2 separate regions of the Mus musculus genome follow, and region 2 is linked to region 1. The links are chromatin contacts, called in public HiChIP or PLAC-seq maps. All regions are on one chromosome and are shown on one strand. Each heading gives the region's core, a stretch centred on a gene start, on an enhancer-like site or on the middle of the called end of the contact. The rest is flanking DNA. Distances are from core to core; before and after follow the strand shown.

Region 1 (3,083 bases), core at 328-2,827:
TAGGATAGCAGAACATAGGCCACTTTAGGAGGAGGAAGCGTGCCTAGATGGCCGAGAGTCTGGCTATCAGTCCAGTGGTTTCTGCCTGCAGCACTGTGTCTCCTGAACATGTTGGGAGTGAACATGTCAGGAGTTCTTGGATTCTAGTAACTCAGATACTTATAAGCAGAGAGCTCAGTAGAAAGTTGCCGCTCATGAATCTCTTTCTTGGACACTGCAAAGGGGCTCCTTGTGCAGGGATGTTGACAGTCCTTATGGAATAGCAGGCAGCAGGCTGGGGCATTAGATAGATGTTCCTTCTCGCTGGTACTTCCAGGTCACATTGTGTTGATAAAACGGGAATTGGGCTCAATCTACACTTTAGATCAGGCTGGGAAATGAAGCAGAAAGGGGAGGGATCTTTTTGTTATTATTGTGTTTCCCCCCACCCCCTTTTCACATTATGGATGTCTTTTCACTCTCCAGATGGTATCCATGTCAGAAAAGCTTAGAGATTGCTTTTTAAAAAACAGACACAGGACACACGTAGGCTTCGCAGCTTGTACTTGGCCCCTGACCCTGGCCTTCAATTGAAGCCAGTCCCATTCCCACTTGAATTGGGAGGCTGTGAGAGGCTGTAGCTGCGCTGCCTGCTAACGAGCAGCCTGCAAGTCCAGTCTCAGGGCTCTCCCCAAGAGCACAAGAGCCCTCATGCTGCCAGACTGCGTGACACAGGCAGAACAAAGCAACCGTTCTGTTCCCCGCAGCACATCCGTCCACCCAGGCTTGGCCTCCTCGAAGGCTCAGAGTAGGGACACGGAGAGTTCTGACTTCAGTTCCGTGGCCTTGGTGAGAGGAAGAAGAGTTCATTTCAAAGTCTGATGATGCATCTTGTTAATGACACCAGAAATCCAGGGCTACCAGAATCTGCGAAGTTTCTGAAGTCCTCCAAAAAAAATGTAACCTTTCTCGGTACTGGCTAAACACTGTCATTTAGCTCTAATTAACCTGGAACTCACTGTAGCTGAGGCTGACCTAAGGGCACAGTTGAGTTGCTCACCTCACAGCTGGTGGGAAGCAGCTGGGGACAGATTGCACCTTCTAAGAGCAAGCATCTGTCAGCCCACTTTTGGTGTGAACGCATCCTAACAAATCCACCAATGAGGCTTGTGAGTTACTCTCTTGTTCCAGTTACCTCTCTGCAGCAGCAGTCTCAACACTGGAGCCTCGGGGCCCAGTTTCACATTCAACCCATGACACAAGTCTCTCTACCTAGAACACAGAAAGCCGCTCCCTCTCCGGATCTCTTCCCCCTCCCTCCTCCCACTCTCTCTTCCCCACCCTCCACCTCTCATCCTTCTTCCTTCTCCTTTTGAGAGCCAAGTAACGCCTAGTATGTTCAAGAATATATTTTGTTCTGTGTCATGCACATAAGGGCTGTACCCATACAGCTGCAGCGCAAAAGCCAGTCTGCACCCTTCCTCGTGGCTCCTCCCACCCTTCCATGCCACGCCCCCTTTCTCTCCCCTCGTGTGCATCCAGGAACAAAGTGGGAGAGAGTGAAAGTCCCTGTTTCAAAGCCCATAAAAGGGGCCTTGGAGGCAAATCTCTATTTCCGCTGCAACAGGGTGATAATTACCACACTGGCCTTCCTGGAGGGCCCCCAGTCTGCCCCTTCCACCGGCTTCCTTTTTAAGCAAGAGACCGATCCAATCCTGTGGGCAGAGGCCACCTGGGTTGAACAGGGGGCGGGTGATGACAGGAAGCTAACCATCTGCACCTTAAGCCTCCGAGGAATTCTCCAGAGGGTTGTAAAAGGCTGGAAACCCACAGTCTGCCAAGCGTGGATCATGGTTCTCAGGCAGTGTTCCCACTCACAAAGGAAGGGCCAAGGTACTGCGGCCCCGTGAGGCACTCCATTCTCTGACACACAGCTGAATGGGGGCTGGATAGCATAGCTGTGACCCCAAAAGACTGCTTTTCCCTAAGCTGTGACCTTCCAGCACTTGTTGAAAGATAAGTTGTGTGAGATCTGGAGAGGTGACTTGGAAGTTAAGAGCACTGGCTGCTCTGAGAGAGGACTTTCAGTTCCCAGCTCCCAGCTCCCATGTGGTGGCTAGTGGCTGTCTGTAATCCAGTTCCAGGGGACCTGATGTCCTTTTTCTGGATTCCTAGGACACTGGGCATGAACATACTGTACAGACATACATGCAGGCAAATGGTCATATATGCAAAACTAAGATAACGTGAGCACTAAAGGTGGGATAGATAGATAGATAGATAGATAGATAGATAGATAGATAGATAGATACCTAACATTGAAAGCTGGAATGAAGGGCCCAGGGAAAAGGCAGAAACTTCCTCTGTGTTTAATCCCCCAGCAACCCAAAGCCTAGGCCCTGAAACCCAACCAGAGTGTGTCCCACAGCAGAAAATAACTTCATGTGACTGGATGCAGGGATCTTGGAAAGTCCTGGGGCCAGTTAGGTTGGGTTATGCTGAATAACAAGCAACTCCAAAACTTCCCACACTTATCGTCCGTCCGGCTGCTGTAGAAGGTCGTGTGGCTCATTGTTCTTCCTGGGAACCAGGGAGCCAGAAGGACTTTCCTTCACACTGAGAATTGATCGTTCCCGCGATGAGGAGATGGCGAGTGTGGTGAGCCACACGTCTCTTAAAGCCGAGGAGGACCACATTGAACCAAAGGAGGTCCTTTTGCTCCATTTCCATTCCATTGGAAGGGAAATACAGTACCCCCATGTGTGTGCCGGGAGAGCAGAAAACATACAGTGACTTCCACTGTCCTGCCTGCTTGCTTGCTTGCTTGCTTCCTTCCTTCCTCCCTCCCTCTCTCTCTCTCTCTCTCTCTCTCTCTTAAGATTTATTTATTTATTTATTTATTTATTTATTATATATAAGTACACTGTAGCTGTCTTCAGACACACCAGAAGAGGGCATCAGATCCCATTACAGATGGTTGTGAGCCACCATGTGGTTGCTGAGAATTGAACTCAGGACCTCTGAAAGAGCAGTCAGTGCTCTTAACCACTGAGCCATCTCTCCAGCCCTCAGCCTGCTTTCTTATAGAACCCAAGATCACCAGC
Region 2 (3,346 bases), core at 753-3,252, 230 kb after region 1:
ATTACGATGAGCCACATGGGGCTGAAGTTGCTCCTTGCATAGAGGGCAGAGCTGCCAATCATTTTCTGTGCTGCCTTCTGTTTAACTTCTCAGCAGGCTTGCGTCTGGGCCTTCACTTCTCCATAACTGCCTGTCATCTCTAACCCCTGCCTGGTCACTGCAGCAGCGTGTCTCCCAGGGACCTTGAGTTGTAGTGGTTCTGTGTCTTCTGGTTCCCAGAGTCCTTAGTCCCTGACCTAGGACTCTTCTGAAGATGGCTCCTGTTTATAGCATCAGGAGACAGGGAGGCCTACCATGAATCTCTTTTCTAAAGCTGTCCGCGAAGGAAGAGTCACCTTCACGATGAGGTCCCACATTGTATCTCAAACAAGGAAGAGACATCTCCGTCTGCCTGCCTGCCATCACTGAGAAGACCTGTGCTCCTGGCTGACTTGTGGGTCTGTCTGCCTGTCTGTTGTCACTGGGAAGACCTTCCTGGTTAGCTTGTCATTGAGAAGACCTATGCTTCTGCTGACTCATGGATATGACTCTCTGGAAAAGACCTGTGTTCCTGGCTGATGTGTGTGTGTGTGTGTGTGTGTGTGTGTGTGTGTCTGCCTGCCTGCCTGCCTGCCTCCCTGCCTGACTGTCTGTATCTCATTGAGAATATATGTGCTCTTGGCTGACGTGTATATGTGTGCGCGCGCCTATGTGTGTTTCTCTCTCTCTCTCTCTCTCTCTCTCTCTCTCTCTCTCTCTCTCTCTCTCTCTCTCATTCTCTCTCTCTCTCTCTCTCTCTCTCTCTCTCTCTCTCTCTCTCTCTGTCCTTCTCATTAAGAAGACCTGTACTCCTGGCTGACTTGTGCTTGTGGCCTGATGTGATGCACTTCCCACACAGCTGGGTGTTAAGCATCTCTGCTGCTTAGTTCTGGACTGCTGAGTGAATGACTTTGCAGATTCCCATCCATTCCCCATTGCTGTCTTAGTTAGGGTCTCTGTTTTTGTGCTGAAACATCATGACTAAAGACAAGCTGGGGAGGAAAGAACGGGTTTATTTGGTTTACACGTGCACTTCACTGCTCATCACGGAAGGAAGTCAGGACAGGAACTCAAACAGAGCTGGAACCTGTAGCTGGGAACCTGGAGGCAGGAACTGATACAGAGGCTATGGAGGAATGCTGCTTACTGGTTTGCTCAGCCTGCTTCCTTGTAGAAACCAGAAACATCAGCTCAGGGTGGCACTATCCACAATGGGCTGGGCCCTCCCTCATCAATCACTAATTAAGAAAATGCTCTAAAGACTTGCCTGCAGACAGATCTTCTGGAGGCATTCTCTTCACTGAAGTTCCCTCTTCAGATGGCGTTAGCTTGTTTTAAAGTTAACATAAAAGTATCCGGCACAATTGACCCCTTGTCAACTTGACACAAACACATCGCTGTTAAGCACAGCCTTTTCTATCTTGCTCACCTTAAGATCACCCATTAATAACAACACAATGTAAAACATTTGGAAACTTAAAAAGCCCCCATGGACTTTAAAAATTCAAACACTTTATTCAGCCTTTTTTTTTTTTAAATTTAGTTTCTTTTCAAATCCAAGATCTTTTAAAATATAATGTCTCTCAATTGTAGGTTCCTATAAAATAAAAATAAGTTAAATACCTTTTTACTTCAAGAAGGAAGAACCAGGATGCAGTCACAACGAAATCAAAGCAACCCCAAATTCCAACAGTATAAATAATATCCAACATCTGGGATTTACTTCCAGTCTTCTGGGCTCCTGTACAGGGCTTGGGTCAAGCCTCTGGCTCGCCTCTCTTCAGCACACACAGCTTGACTTTGAAGCTCCAGCTGGTTCCATTCCTCCTCTGCTGCTGTTCCTGGTAGCCATCCCATGGGACTGGCATCTCCAAAACTGCTGGGGCCTCTTCCTGCAGCTAAGCTGCATTTTCACCAACAGCCTCTCCTGGGCTCTCTCAGGGGACTTCAGTCTGTCTTATAGTGCCAAGTCTCAGCTGCCCTCCATGGCCTTTTCCTGCCGTCAAAACCAGTACGTACCACAAGGGTGACTCTTACACTATCAAGTTCAGCTACCCGCACATGGTGCAACCTTGGCCACGTCTGGAACACAGCTTGTGTGTGCTGACGGAGGAAACCTCAGTGATGATGGTCTCTTTTTGATCATGACTGATTGTGTAGTCCCATCTGACCAGCATCCATTTTTCCAGCAAAGCAAACACTTTACTTTAGTTGCCCCAGGCTCTTGTTCATCTCAGATGATTCTTCAGTTCCAGCTGACCACACACCGCAGATTCTTTGCACACGAGGCCTAATATAGTCTTCCCTTCCCGCTGAAACTTCGTAAGTGAAGCCTCCACCATCTGTACTTTCAACATTCATATATTCCAAGCTCCTACTGAATATCCCGCTGATTTCTCAATACTCAATGGCTTTTCTAGACCAAACTTCTAAAGTCTTTCCACAATCCTCCCCCAAAACAGCATGACCAATTCTGTCACATCAATACCCTGCGTCTGGTAGCAAATTGTCTTAGGGTTTCTGTTGCTTTGATGAAACACCATGACCAAAAGCAAGTTGGGAAGGAACTTGCTTATTTGGCTTACTATCCTACATCACTGCTCATCAGTGAAGAAAATCAGGACAAGAACTCAAATAGGGCTGGAACCGGGAGGCAGGAGCTGATGCAGAGGCTATGGAGGGGTGGTGCTGCTTGCTGGCTTGCTCATCATGGCCTTTTCAGCCTGTTTTCTTGTAGAACTCAGAACCACAAGCCCAAGGATGCTCCCTGGCCCCCACCGCAATGGGCAGGGCCCTCCCTCATAAATCGCTAATTAAGAAAATGTCTTACAGGTTTGCCTCCAGCCTGATTTCATGGAGACATTTTCTGCCCTGTGGGTCCCTCCTCTCAAATGACTTTAGTTTGCGTCAAATTGACCTAAAATCATACAGCACAGTTGTGTTCGGAATCTCTTGCCCTTTCTCACTCTATGGTTTCCCTTTGGTGTCCTCACTCTTCTCAGGAGGATCATGGAAAGGATGCTTTGATTCTGCCACCTCATCCTGGAATTCTCCCTCACTGGGGTTTTGAACCTTCTCTGTGGAAGGACATGGAGTATCTTTAAAACAGTATGAATAGCTGGACATGACCACACACATAACACCTGTAACTCCAGGGATATGGAGGACAGAAACAAGAGGATCACCAGGTCTGCTGGACACCAGCTCAACAGGGAGAGACTCAAGTGAAGAAAGTGGAGGGGGATAGAGCGGAACACACGATGTCTCCTCTGGTCGTGTGTGTGTGTGTGTGTGTGTGTGTGTGTGTGTGTGTATGTGTGTGTGTGTG

The links. HiChIP or PLAC-seq counts read pairs in DNA pulled down with a chosen protein or histone mark.
Region 2: an H3K27ac HiChIP or PLAC-seq map of large pre-B cells shows a contact between it and region 1, with 2.2 times the contacts expected there. The contact joins two enhancer-like sites. A contact is called at or near these places in 5 of 484 Hi-C or Micro-C datasets (B cells, ECoMG myeloid progenitors, the G1E-ER4 cell line and 2 more) and 3 of 115 datasets of contacts at active chromatin or transcription factors (embryonic stem cells, large pre-B cells and stem cell-derived neural progenitor cells).

Annotation. Positions count from the first base shown.
Region 1 is chr7:49,495,629-49,498,711 of GRCm38.p6, forward strand. The region is part of intron 11 of Nav2 (neuron navigator 2); the gene reads left to right. Among named protein-coding and RNA genes, the nearest start is that of Gm51447, 59 kb to the left of the region's middle. Within about 2 kb of position 1,578, at least 121 of the 459 cell types and tissues checked have an H3K27ac peak or open chromatin away from gene starts, as enhancers often do.
Region 2 is chr7:49,729,964-49,733,309 of GRCm38.p6, forward strand. No RefSeq gene overlaps it. Among named protein-coding and RNA genes, the nearest start is that of Gm32962, 21 kb to the right of the region's middle. Within about 2 kb of position 2,003, at least 4 of the 459 cell types and tissues checked have an H3K27ac peak or open chromatin away from gene starts, as enhancers often do.